Linked DNA regions of Mus musculus: region 2 is linked to region 1. The links are chromatin contacts, called in public HiChIP or PLAC-seq maps. All regions are on one chromosome and are shown on one strand. Each heading gives the region's core, a stretch centred on a gene start, on an enhancer-like site or on the middle of the called end of the contact. The rest is flanking DNA. Distances are from core to core; before and after follow the strand shown. Region 1 holds the start of Nav1 (neuron navigator 1). Region 2 holds the start of Igfn1 (immunoglobulin-like and fibronectin type III domain containing 1).

Region 1 (6,595 bases), core at 1,884-4,383:
ACAGATGCCAGAATGGCTGTTGCCACGGCAGCAGAGCATCCTCCCTCCAGAAGAGGACGGTTGGGAAACACTGGGGATGTGAAAAGAATAGGAAAGAGTGAGACAGAGGTGTGCTAGGGAGCCTTGGAGTATTCCAAGATGCCAGGCTGGTGTGTAAGGGACCGCTACCTGGCCCCGGGAAGATTCTATAAAGACAGGAGGAAGACGGCTCTCAAGGATCCTGGCAGTGAGGCAATTTGTGACATTGTGCATAGACAGTATTTTACATCTCAGAAACCGACAGGTGACGTGCTGTGGGGGAGGGAGAGGGACCCCAGGCTTAGAAGGTAGAAAGGGGTGGGGCCTCTATTCTGGTGAGAACAGCTACCAACCTGATTTCAGTCCAAAGTCTTTCATCTGGTCTGTCCTCTTCTAAAGAGAAGCAGAATTTCAGGGGCTGTTTACTGGACGAAGGGGAGGGACTTGAGATTTGGGGAATACGGAATCCCGTGAGAGACAGGCTAGAGGAACAAAGAGGGTACAGAGAAGAGGAAGACCTGAGCTGACACAGTGAGGGAGTGAGACACCGTGGCGGAAGGAAGGTCAGGTCCCAGGGGCAGTGGGCATCCGGAGCAAAGGAAATGCGGATGGACAGAAGGACTCATGGAATTGGGCCTCACAAAGTGCTGAAGGCCTCCCTACAGATATGGCCATCAGAGGGGAAGGATCAGGTTCAGCCAGGGGTATTGGCTGCAGCAGTAGGCATGAGTGAATGGACATGGGGTTGTTTAGTCAGGATGTTAACTAGAGGAGAAGAATCTATATGCTGGGGGCGGGGTGGGGGACGGGGGACTATCAATAACAACCAAGAACTTGGTCAATCCACCCACCTGCCCCCTTTGATTTTCAAATTGCATTTTTTAGAGACAGCAGCATCCCCGTGTGATGGAGTCAGGGAAATATTATGTAAATTACAGAATGGCGGATAAATAAGAATGAGAACTTTTAAAATGATTTTTTTCCCCACAATCCTAGCACTCAGGGGGCTGAAGCAGGAGGATTCCCAAGGCCCAGTGGTTTGTGACACTATTACAAGTCATCTGTGGGATCAGAGACATTCCAGCTCTTACTTGAACTAGGAGCTTATGTTCAGGCACAAGCATGAGTGCTTGTGTGTCCTGTGACAGCTCATAGTCTAGCTGGAGAGTCCCCAACAGTCCTCTGACAAGCTTCAAATCTCTGTGTCCTATATGGACTTGCAGGCTTGGCTCCACCTCTGAGTTTCCCAAGATCTGGACTTAGGGCCTTTGAGGGCACTCTGCCTGGTGAATCTCAACACCCAGACCTCTGCCTGCACTGTGAGGCAGCACCTCTTGCCACTGCTGTAACTAGAACACAACATATCCATGCCTGTCTTCCTGAGATAAGTGTGTGACATTGCATTTTTCACAAGGACAAAGTTATCTCCCTGAGTCTTGGGTTGTCTGCCTTGTATCCCTGTCAGGCATTAAGTTCTTTAAGGGTAGACTCTCTCCATCTTTCTCTGGATCTCCAAGGTCAGCTAAAAGTTCACAGTTCACCTCTCTGCCCAATAACCCCATTTCTAGCACTGTACTAGATACAGCCTCTCTGCTACAGTCCCTGTCCTAGAAAGGTTCATAGAATCTCAATCCAGCCCTGGGGTCATCATGGAAGTTAAAGTACCCAGGGCTCTGGTCAGTACCCTTGGCTCTGGCCAGCACCCAGTGTCCAGCCATCTGGCCTCAGAGCCTGAGTCATTAATACCTACTCTGGGCTAGCATGGTACTTGGAGAGCTCCTATGCTGATAGAACAAACATATCCAGGATCTCTTCAGTTGGTTCTGCAGCTGGGCAGTGGTGGCGCACGCTTTTAATCCCAGCACTCGGGAGGCAGAGTCAGGCAGATTTCTGAGTTCGAGGCCAGCCTGGTCTACAGAGTGAGTTCCAGGACAGCCAGGGCTACACAGAGAAATCCCGCCTCCAAAAACAAAAAACAAAACAAAACAAAAAATGCTCTGCCAAGGGACCTATGCTAACTCTCCTGTGTCCTTAGTGTCCCAAAGCCCCTTTTCCTAGGAAGCTAGGATTAAAACCATTGTAAGAGCAACAGAGGTTCAATGACTTTGACAAGGTCATGTGATCAAGTGGAATGGTGACTCGGACTCCTGCACCCAACAGTTAGCCGCTTCAACCCCTCAGGTCCCTGTCCCTGTCAACCCTAGGCACTGTCTAAAGCAGCCTGTTCTGTCCTGTGTCCCTTACCTTCTGGGTTTAGGAGGGCAAAATACACCATAGAGACTAAAGGTAACTAAAGGTAAAGAATTTCTGAGGGAAACCAAAGGTAACGGTTTGTGAGAGCTTCCCTCAGGCTCTGCCAGTTTCTACCCAAGACCTACAGGGCCACTCTTTCTCCTGGGTCAAAGACACCCTTTCCCAGGACCTTTACCTGTACCCCTAAGTCTCCCTTCCTCCACTCATGCTTTTTTCCAGATGCAGCAGGGAACCTTCTACCCCATCTCTCTGTAGAAAGCAAGGAGAAAAACTGGTGGGATCCTCTCTGTGCCCCCGGGGCTCAGCTCACAGACACCTCCCCCTCCCGAGCCAGAAATAGACACACTCTCTCCCCTACCTCCCTCCCCTTGCGCACACTCCACCCCTCCTCCTGTTTGCTCCCCGCCTTCCCCCTCCCCTCTTTCTCGCTGGGAGCTGCAGCCCGCAGCCTCTCCACGAGCTGGAAGGAGGAGTAGAGAGAGGGCGCTGCCCCGGAGTGTGCAGCCCGCAGCACGGATCGGCTAGCCGGGGGACAGAGACAAGATCCCAGCATCACAACACGACCTGGCTTCGATGGAGCCGCTGGTCTTCTATCGTTCCTTTGACTGATTTAAATTTTTTAATTTATATTCTCCCCGCCCCGCCCCTTTTCCTTCGACCCCGCCCCATCAACCCGCTATTTCCTTGCCTTTTCCTCTTCCCCGGCTTCCTTCTCCGCATTTCTTTCCCTTTCGCCCTCCGCTCGCCCCCTTGCTCCCTCCCCTTCCTCTCCCCTTCCTCCGCGGTTTCTTCCGTCCTCCCCCCCATTCCGCCCCCTCCTCTCCCGGCACTACCGCCCCCTCCCCCGCCCCGTGCCTGCAGACGCGCGGATCGTCCATGCGCTCCTCGCAGGCAGAATGCTGGGCAGCAGCGTCAAGAGCGTGCAGCCCGAGGTGGAGCTGAGCGGCGGCAGCGGCAGCGGCGGCGACGAGGGCGCGGACGAGTCTCGGGGAGCCAGCAGAAAGGCAGCCGCGGCGGACGGCAGAGGCATGCTGCCCAAGCGCGCCAAGGCGGCAGGAGGCAGTGGCAGTATGGCCAAGGCCAGTGCAGCGGAGCTGAAGGTCTTCAAGTCCGGCAGCGTGGACAGTCGTGTCCCCGGCGGGCTGCCTACCTCCAACCTGCGCAAACAGAAGTCGCTCACCAACCTCTCGTTTCTCACGGACTCCGAGAAAAAGCTGCAGCTGTATGAGCCTGAGTGGAGTGATGATATGGCCAAAGCACCCAAGGGTTTGGGCAAACTGGGGCCCAAGGGCCGCGAGACTCCTCTGATGTCCAAGACGCTGTCCAAGTCTGAGCATTCGCTCTTCCAACCCAAAGGTGGCTCAACCGGCGGCGCCAAGACCCCACTGGCTCCGCTAGCGCCCAGCCTAGGCAAACCTAGCCGGATTCCTCGGGGACCCTATGCGGAGGTCAAGCCTCTCAGCAAGGCGCCTGAGGCAGCGGTAAGCGATGATGGCAAATCGGATGACGAACTGCTTTCCAGCAAGGCTAAAGCGCAAAAGGGCTCAGGGACTGTGCCCTCTGCCAAGGGCCAGGAGGAGCGGGCCTTCCTCAAGGTGGACCCCGAGCTTGTGGTTACCGTGCTGGGCGACCTAGAACAGCTACTCTTCAGCCAGATGCTAGGTAAGACTTGCTGCCCCGCCCCACCCCGCCCCTGGTTTTCTCCTGGCCAGCTGCAGGAAGAGGTTTGCTTTCCCCCTTTCTCCCTTCTATACCGATCACTGGCCAGGTTAGGAGGGGTATTACTGCCCAGATGTGCAGAGCTGGCCTACCTCCAGCTGTGTCTGGCTAACGTGTGTCTTAAAGATGTCGCTGATGGGAGCCTGGGCTCTGCTGTGGCTTGTTGGAAGTGAGGGTGGACAATGGAGACGGGGGACTTGGGGGGCTCAGAAATCATTAGCTCCCTTGAATTTTAAGGTCCAGAGTCCTAATATGGCAAACCACAGTGAGGTTGGTAGAAACACCAGCTGAGGAGTAGTCTGCGCTGAATAACACAGCATCCAGCATTGCTAGGGAAGCCTAGGGTAGGAGATCTAGAGCAAAGATGTGGGGAAAGCAGATGTGAGGGCTAGTTGGTCCTTGGAGCAGGGCTGAGGCTCCACTTCCTCTGTGAATCCCGGGTGGGAGCTTGAGTCGGATTTCCCCGGGTGTGGGGGACCTGGCAGCAAGAAGTGTCTGGGGCCAGGGAGGCGGGCGGGCAGCCAGCTGTGCGCATCTGGATACACGTCCGTTCCCCCAGCCCCAAGCAGTCACCCCATCCCCCTAAATGTTTTAGGGAAAGGTCTGGGATTTTGCAAGGAGACTCCCGAGAAGCCTTTGCCCTTTGGCTAATGAAAGCCAAGCTGGCGGGAAGAGAGAAACAAAGCTTGCTCGGCGGAGGAAGCCAGAGAGCTGCTCCATTGTTCTCCAAGCCTGAACAGTCCGAGGAAAAAATCCCGAGCCAGCCCGGGAACCGTGTTTTCTTTCTGTGGAGTCCCTGTTCTCAGACAAGGATACATGGAAGATGTGCCTAAGGAGGCGGCTGTGCCTTGGTAGCCCGCACCAGCAGTACAAGAGCTGCGGGAGATCGGCTGCTAGCCACCTTAAGTGCACAGACTTGTTGCAGTGAATGTGGGTCCTCAGGCATCAGAGCCCAGGGACCCCATCTTCCTGGGTACCTTGTAGTCTGGTACCGGCTCTGCTGGGGGCTGGGAAGGGGCGTGTCGTGAGCGTGTGAAAGGGCGGGGCCAAGAGGAGGGTGGCGGTCTAAGTGACCAGATTGATGGAGAGAGAAGCTAGGGCTGGCCCAAGGCCCCTGGAGAATGCTGAAGGAAACCTGTTCAGCCTGCTGCAGTCTTCCTGAGACCTCCCCGCCTGTGGGGTGGTGAGGGTCTGGTGAACAAGGATTCTGCCTCTGACACAGATGGCTCGTGCAGACTGGACAAGGGCAAAGGGAGGAAAACAGCCTTGTGCCTTTCGGCTCCTCCCCAAATTCGATTTGAGAGTGGAAAGGAGGGATGGGGTGGAGTGTGTAGAAGTGACAGGCAGAAGTGCCACCCTATTGCCTGTTGAGCCTCTCAGAGATCCTGCCCTCGAGGAGCTCTCCATTCAGTGGGCTTAGACAGACAATAAGGAAAACTAGGCACCAGGCACCCAGGGAGCTATGTGGAGAATGAAAACTGGACTGGGGTCTAGAGAGGGACTGAGAAGGGAGGCCTGTCTTAGGCCTCACCGAAGGAGGTGGCCATGGAATTGGGCCTTGAGACATGGGGCTATCTCGGAATGAATGTACATAGTCTAAAAGGGCTGAGGGGAAAGGGCCTTCATATGCTTTGGGCAGGGGAGGAGGGGTGTTGGAGTAGAGGGCAGAGCCCCATGTTTAAGGTCAGGACTTCCTCTGTTTGGGGTGGGGTTAGTTAATCCAGCCCTCCTTCGTCAAGGCATTTCCCACACTGCCCATCAAAGGCCTCTTAGCCGCTTCTCAAGAAAGGTCACCACAGAAACTCTGAAAGATGGTCGTAGAGTTGGCTAGGGACAGGAGAGGAAGAGAAGTTGAGCCGTGGTCCCTTATTCCTGCCGAGCTGTTGTTTCCCCATCACTTAACAAATTATCGGGCGACCAGGGACCTCCTCCCTTTTTTAACTGGTCAGATGCTGGGCCAAAGGCAAGAGCCTGCTGCCTGTGCTGAAGAATCCATTCGTTCCTGAGTCCTCAGTTACAGCTCTTTTGTGGGAGACCTAAGAGGAGGAAGGGCCTACAGGTGTGGAGGGGTCTGATGAAGGTGTGTGTGCACTGGTCCTGGGCCAGCAGAGCCATTCTCATGGCCTCGTGGAGAGCCGTGGAGCTTCGCCTTCGGGTGGAGGGGAGAGGTGTGAAGTCTGCAGAGGTTTCCGTGTTGCCTCTAGATGAGAAGACCAAGATATGGTGGTGGCATCAGGCCCCAGAATATACTGTCTAGTCAGATGATAGGAGGCGGCTGATGACTTTAGGCCAAGCCTTCTTCCTGTGTGCAGATGAGGTAGAGAGGACCAGGAGGCGTGAGGGAGAAGGTAGAGCCAGTTGGCATCCCAGGGCCTGTACAAGTATGCCCAGGGTCAGGACAGGCCCCTGGTGTGCAGCAGGGCAAGCATCTGGGGACGAGGCTGCGATGATGTCTCCCCATGGCCAAAGTCAAGGAGTTTTTGCGCCCACCCTTGAAGCCCAGTATCAGCTTATGCACATTCCCCGGTACCATCTCAGACCCGACTCTGCAGGCCAAGGGCAGGGAGCTGGGACAGCCTCAAATAGGAGCCTTTGTGGAATAAAG
Region 2 (6,595 bases), core at 3,006-5,505, 420 kb before region 1:
CGTATCTCCTAACAGTGCCACTCACTATGGGCCAAGCACTCAAACACGTGGGTCAATGGGGGCCATTCCCATTTAAACCACCATGTGGGGAAGAACAGTTGTAGTTCATGGTTTCAAAGATTTCAATGCTGGGTTCCACCAAGTGTGATTCATGGTGACTCATGGTGAAGTGAAATGTCAGGGCAGATGGGGTCTGTAGAAGAGAAGGCTCTTTCCACTGAGAGTTAATGGAAAGCAGGGGGTGAAGGGAATGGATTTTTTTTCCCCTTCTCGCTCCAGCCCTGCTCTTTCCAGCCCTGCTTGCTCTGTCCCAAAGATGTATTTATTATATGTAAGTACACTGTAGCTGTCTTCAGACACACCAGAAGAGGGCAACAAATACCTTTACAAATGGTTGTGAGCCACCATGTGGTTGCTGGGATTTGAACTCAGGACCTTTGGAAGAGCAATCAGTGCTCTTACCCACTGAGCCATCTCTCCAGTCCCAGGGACTGGATCTTAGTTATAACCTTCACTGGCCCTCTCCTACTCAACTCCAGCCAGGCCCCATCTCCTGAGCTTTAAACCATCTTCCAGATGATGCCACCAGCTGGGAACTGGAGCATTGAATAAGAAGCCTGTCGGGGACATTTCTGATCCAAACCACAATTAGAAGGGATAAGAAGAATACAAGAAAAGAGAACATCAGTTTAAAAAAATGCATTATTGAAATGAAGGCTGAGTCTGTTTCCCACTTACGTAAATACAAGGGGTGAATAGTGGAGGATGCATCGGTGGATAGTCCAGTATAATGTGGCTGATAAGAGTGAATAAGCAAGCTCACTTGACCTTGGTGTGACTTAACAAAGCTTAGAGCCTAATGGCTAAATTAAAACAAATTCTATCTAGATCAGCGGTTTACACCTTCTTAATGCTGTGATATAATGCCTTTAATATAGTTCCTTATATTGTGGTGACCACCCCCCCAGCCATAAAATTATCTCCTTACTACTTCATAACTGTATTTTTGTTTTTATTATGAATTGTGATGCAGATATCTGTGTTTTCCATGGTCTCAGGGTCACTTGACTTCCAAGGGGGTGGCGACCCACAGATTGAGAACCATGGATCTCGAGTGAATCTTTCACCCATCTAGCTGAGTGCTATCTTCCATTTAGGGACACAGACCACGAAGAGCACATACGAGAATGCACTTAGACAGGGGTCAATGCAATGGATGCCTTGAACATCATATGAGAATCTGGGGGATGACAACTCTCTTAACCATGCCAAGGCATGTCCTGGGGAAGAGGGATAGAATTTGTAGTTCATGGGGTCTAAAGGAGGCACCGAGGATTTTTTTCAGTTTAGCATCAAGGAAGGATGTTTACCAGGTTGTCTAAAGCAGGAATACGTGGTTGTGATTCCCACAGTTAGGATGCTTTAGTCTTAAGCAACAGACACTGAATAGTCAAACACAGAAAGTAAGTGTGAAATTCATATAGTCTAAGAAATGGCCAAGGAACTAGACATGAAGAGGAAGGAAGAGAGCGCTCCCGCTCCCTCATAGCATTCCACAGGGGTAAGTCTGCAGTGATGGTCCCTCCCATCTCTATAGAAGAGAGTTAGTTACATGCTCTGGACTTGGTCTAATGCCTGTTGATTAGCAGAAAGGTCAGATGATACACCCAAGGCCATCTCCCAAGATGTCATCAGAAGCTGTTATTAGCAAAAGAAGCAGCAAACAGCCAGCATCCCCCACAGTCTTCACCCTTTTCTGTCCCACTTGCAAGGCAATTATTGTAATTTGTGTTTGTTGTTAAGAGATGAGTTTCACTATGTTGCCCAGGCTAACTCCAAAATCCGGGGTTCCAGCAATCTTCCTGTCTCAAAATTCCAAATAGCTGATATCATACACTCCACCAGCTCAAGTTATTAGGTTGATTAGAAATAATATCGAGGAGTCAGAGTGGTGGTTCAGCAGTTAAGAGCACTGATTGCTCTTCCAGAGGTCCTGAGTTTAATTTCAAGCAACCATATGGTGACTCACAACCATTTGTAGTGGGATCCGATGCCCTCATCTGGTATGTCTGAAGACAACTGCGGTGTACTCATATAGATAAAATTAAACAAACAAACAAACAAACTTTAAAAACAAATTTAAAATGAAAAACAAAAAATTGTCGATCTCATCTGACTTACCTTTGAAAGTGATAAACACGCCCATTTGGATGCTTAGCATTTTACTTAGCGACACACGTGACAAGTCATAACCCTGTGATGAAATACGTGCTAGTCTGGGAACAGCACTTTCCTAGGAGACAGACAAGCTGATGGACTTACACATTCAACAAACAGGTATCGGGTGCCTGTTATGTGTCAAACTCTGCAGGACACCCAGACTCACAAGCCACTGCAAAAATGGAAAGGTTAAATATTTGCCCATGTGGACGCAAAGGGCAAGTGCCCTGTGTGTTTCAGGGATAAAGTGGGTGGGGCTCACCAAGAGAGACTTCCTTCTAAGCCAAGTCCGACCCTAGCCCCGCCTACGGGTAATCTGACATTCCATCTGTCCAATCCTGGTCACCCTGTTCCGAAAGGCTCCACCTCAATCTAGACTCCTGGGCTTTTTTGCAGTTTAGTGCAACAGGTGGCGCCCCCAGAATAAGGACATTTCTGTCCCAGGCCAGCAGCTGTCACCTTAGAAAGATTAAGATTCTCCCACCAGGCGACAAGGCTTGTTGTGCCCGAGACAGATACGGCTCGGATTCCCAGCCCGAGGTAATTAACCCGGAGAAAAATGTGACACATCTCCCGGACCGTCTGCGGTGTAGCGGGCTGCCCACTGGCTTCAGCTTTCCCCAGAGCTTGGAAGGATTTCTGAGAAGGGAGGATCCTGCTGCAGAGCCTCTGTGCTTTCCTGCTGTGGGGGTGCGCGAGCCCCCAGGTCAGGATCTCAACCCACAGCGTTCCTGCCCAGAATGCAAAAGGCTTAGGTCGCTGCGGAAAACCGGGTGAAGACGTACAGCAGAATGTACGGGGTTACTGAGCTCCACGCGCGAGTGCTGGTGGTCTTGCATTGCATTAGGGAGGTCACCGCTCTGTGTCCCAAGGCGGGGTAAGAGGCTAGGTCCCGCTGATCCCAGGAGACATAGCTGCACGGACACACTAATCCACTGTTTTTACACATAATCACTTCACACGCAGAGATTACCTACCTCAGATTGCATTCATAGTTGGCTGGGTTTCCGGGCTTTAAAGGCTTTCAGTTCGCGTTCTGGGGAGCATTGAGAGACCAGAGGCTGACCCAGACTCGCTAATCCTAATCTCTCCAGCTGCCACTCACCCGCCATCAAGGTGTCTCTGTGGGCCCGTTTTTCTCATCTGTTCAAATGGGTTAAGCTGACCTCCTAGGCATGTCCTTATTCTGTGGGTTAAAGGAGAGAATCTTCAGAAAGTTATGGGTTCTTCTGGACTGAGGGTCTCCCATCCTCCTCTGGATGTTCCCCCTAAGAAATTGTGGTTTGGTTCTTAAATTGGTTATAATTAACCAGAAGGAAACCGAACTATTGCTTGGACAGACACTGGTAGCTGGTTGGGGAAGTGGAGTGAGCCTGCTTATTTGCAGGGACTAATTAGCGATGTCCATAAGGATCTCTGCGGCTCTAATGATTCTAGCAGGAGTTTGGAAAATATTCGAGCCAATTGCTCACTCAATAGGGAAACTGAGGCCCAGAGATGGGGAGGTAATTTGCCCAAGTCCAGGCAGCCTAGAGGCAGCCTTGATAGTTCTTTGAGGCTGTTGCAAATCGGCTTCCCTGACCTGGGCCTTCATCCTGGCCCAATTTTAGGATTCTGGACTTTGCCCCATAGGTTTGCTTCCTACTTCCAAAACATTTTGAGTCCCTTAGTAAAGCGTTCCCTAGGCCATGTTTCTCAGGCTGGGAGAAGCAGGAGCCTGGAAAGTTAAAGAGTAGTCATGGGGTGGCAAGGGGTTTAGGGAGGTGAGATCTTCATGGGCACTGTGTACCTGATCTGTTTACAACTTGCTGTTAATAGATGCCATTAATCATAGCCAACTGCAGCTGGCTCAGCCTGGGGAAGAGCAGCAGCCTGCCATCTTTGAGAGGGACGAGCAAGAAGGAATATGGAGGAGGGGGCAGGTTCCTACAGTTACCTGACACAGGAAAACCAGTCCCAGAGGGACATGGCATGAGGACACATGTATGTTAGTGTCTTGTTCAGCCCAGCCAGCCCTCTACTAAATGTCCCAGCATGAATGAGATGCGAACACAAGGTCTGTTAAACATTATGTGCTTAGTGCATACCTTTATTTTTCTTTGTTAAAAGGTATTTATTGGCTTATTTTTGCATACCTTTAAGAAGTTACAGGGCTTTAGTCTGTATGAATGAGGCCCTAGGTTTGATTCCTATCATTGCAAAAAATAAAACCTAGGTGCTGGAGAGATGGCTCAACAGCTAAAAGTGCTCTTTAAGAGGATTCACATTTGATTTCTAGCATCCATAACAAGTTGCTCACAACCATCTGTAATCCAGTTCTAGGAGGTCCAGCACTTTGGTCTCCATGGACACCTGCACTCATGTACACATGTGCCTTACTATATCTATAATTAATAATAAGAGTGAAATTCTTTTTAAAAATAAATAGAAAAATAAATAAATAGAGCCTGGAATTTGGAAGGCCCTACTCTAAATATCAAGGGACTGTGAGGAGAGTTCGCTAGTCTCAATTGCTAGTTACACAGAGGAATCCTAATGTGATTTTTCTCCCATATCAATACAATCACTGGGTACTCAGAGGCCTTTCCTGGTAAGGGGACAGTGTGATATGAGCAGCCAGGTCACTGGGCTCAAGATATAAGTCCCATGTCCAAGATCATACATCTCTTTCTATGACCTCTGATGGTGTCTGTATTTCTCCACGTCTTAGACATTCATAGCACCTACCACTGAGATTCTAGATCCTTTTTGGGTCTATTAGGGTCAAGACCAGGACCTGGTGGACTAGATTTCTAATACTCCAAAACATTAAATATCTAAATATCTGATTAGTACTGATTATTAACTTAAAGAGATCTAGAACCACAGGAAACAAACCTTCAACATGTCTGTGAGGGATTTTCTAAACCAATTGAGATGGGAAGACCCAGGATAACTGTGGGTATCACTGTCCTGTGGCCCGGGGTCCAGGAGAAAGAGAGCTGGATGTTGGCTCTTCATCTCTTTCTGCTTCTTGGCTGAAGATACTATGTGATTACTTATGTCATGCCTGATGCTGTGCCCCCTGCATGATGGATGTGTCCTGTGAGCCAAGGTGACCCTTCCTTCCTTCCTTCCTTCCTTCCTTACATTGCTCCTACCAGATATTCTGCTACAGCAACCGGAAAAATAACTAGTAACCAGAGTGAGGTTGTGGCTGGGACAAATCTGACCGTGTTAGAACTGGTTTCTGGGAAGAATGTGGGGGGCAGGGGGTGGGGAATGGAACTTGGAGCTGGAAAAGCATTAAAGCACAAGCTGAGCTTAGTAGGTCATTCTGATGGGAGTTTGGAAGGCCAGGATGTTGGAAGAGGTATTCAGTGTGTGTGTGTATGTGTGTGGGGGCGTGGGGGGTGGGAGGTTGGAGGGGTGTTCATGAGGTTTCAAAGGAAAAGAGGAAATGTTGGGAACTGGACCACAGGCCATTTATGTGGCAAAGAACCTGTCTATATCTGCCCATGTCCTGAGAACTTGACTAGGGCAGAATTTTAAAGTAATCAGCTAGTTGGTTTGTCAGAGGAACTCTCAAGAGAAGATAGCACTAGCATCCCGCAGTGGCATGGTTGTTGTTCACTGCGCTTACACGGGCCTACAACTAGAGAGGAGTAAAGATGGCAGGAATAGTAGGGAAGCAAGATATGAGGAATGTGCCCGTTGGAGATGAGAGGGTGGAATTTAACATTGTGGACAAGGCTGATGCTGAGGAAGAAGCTATACTTGTTAAGGAAACTAGCCGTTGTATGAAGCCAGGAAGATGAAGCTTAAGTTAGAATAGAGATGGCAGGATGTTGGAGATGACAGGACCATGAGATGTCTGACAAAGAAATCCGTAGTCATGAAGTAACACCGACCTAAGAAATAGGATACCTGTGTGCTCGAAAGGGAGTTGAAATTTTACTAAAGCCCTTTGGAATCTTTTCTCTCTTCCTGTTTGTTTGTTTGTTTGTTTGTTTGTTTCAAGACAAGCTCTCACTTTGTAGCTCTGGCTGTCCTGGAGCTCACTATGTAGACTAGGTTGGTCTTGAACTCACAGAGATCCACTTGAGTGCTGAGATTAAAGATGTTCTCGAGAATGCTGGGCCTTTTGGAATCTAGATGATCATTCCATTAGGAACCCCAGATAATGGACAGGTTTCCATGTTTGGCTTGCTGATATTTCTTGTCATGGATTCCTCTCTTCAGAAGTAGGAATTTTACTGTGTGCTGATACAGAGACTCATGGTTAAGAGATTGCCTGAGTCTTAAAAAGGATTCTTCACTTTCACATTTGAACACTATTAGAACTGTTAATGATGGATAGTGCTTTCAGAGTGTGGTGGTTTGAATAGGAATGGCT

What was found. HiChIP or PLAC-seq counts read pairs in DNA pulled down with a chosen protein or histone mark.
Region 2: an H3K4me3 HiChIP or PLAC-seq map of embryonic stem cells shows a contact between it and region 1, with 10 read pairs. The contact joins the promoter of Igfn1 here to the promoter of Nav1 in region 1. A contact is called at or near these places in 1 of 484 Hi-C or Micro-C datasets (embryonic stem cells) and 1 of 115 datasets of contacts at active chromatin or transcription factors (embryonic stem cells).

What each region holds. Positions count from the first base shown.
Region 1 is chr1:135,581,893-135,588,487 of GRCm38.p6, reverse strand. Nav1 (neuron navigator 1) reads left to right here and starts at 3,133. Exons shown (of 30, transcript NM_173437.2): 1 at 3,133-3,933. The coding sequence starts at 3,168.
Region 2 is chr1:136,004,002-136,010,596 of GRCm38.p6, reverse strand. It overlaps Igfn1 (immunoglobulin-like and fibronectin type III domain containing 1), which reads left to right and starts at 4,255. Exons shown (of 27, transcript NM_177642.3): 1 at 4,255-4,276. The coding sequence starts at 4,255. It also overlaps a transcript of Tmem9 not described here.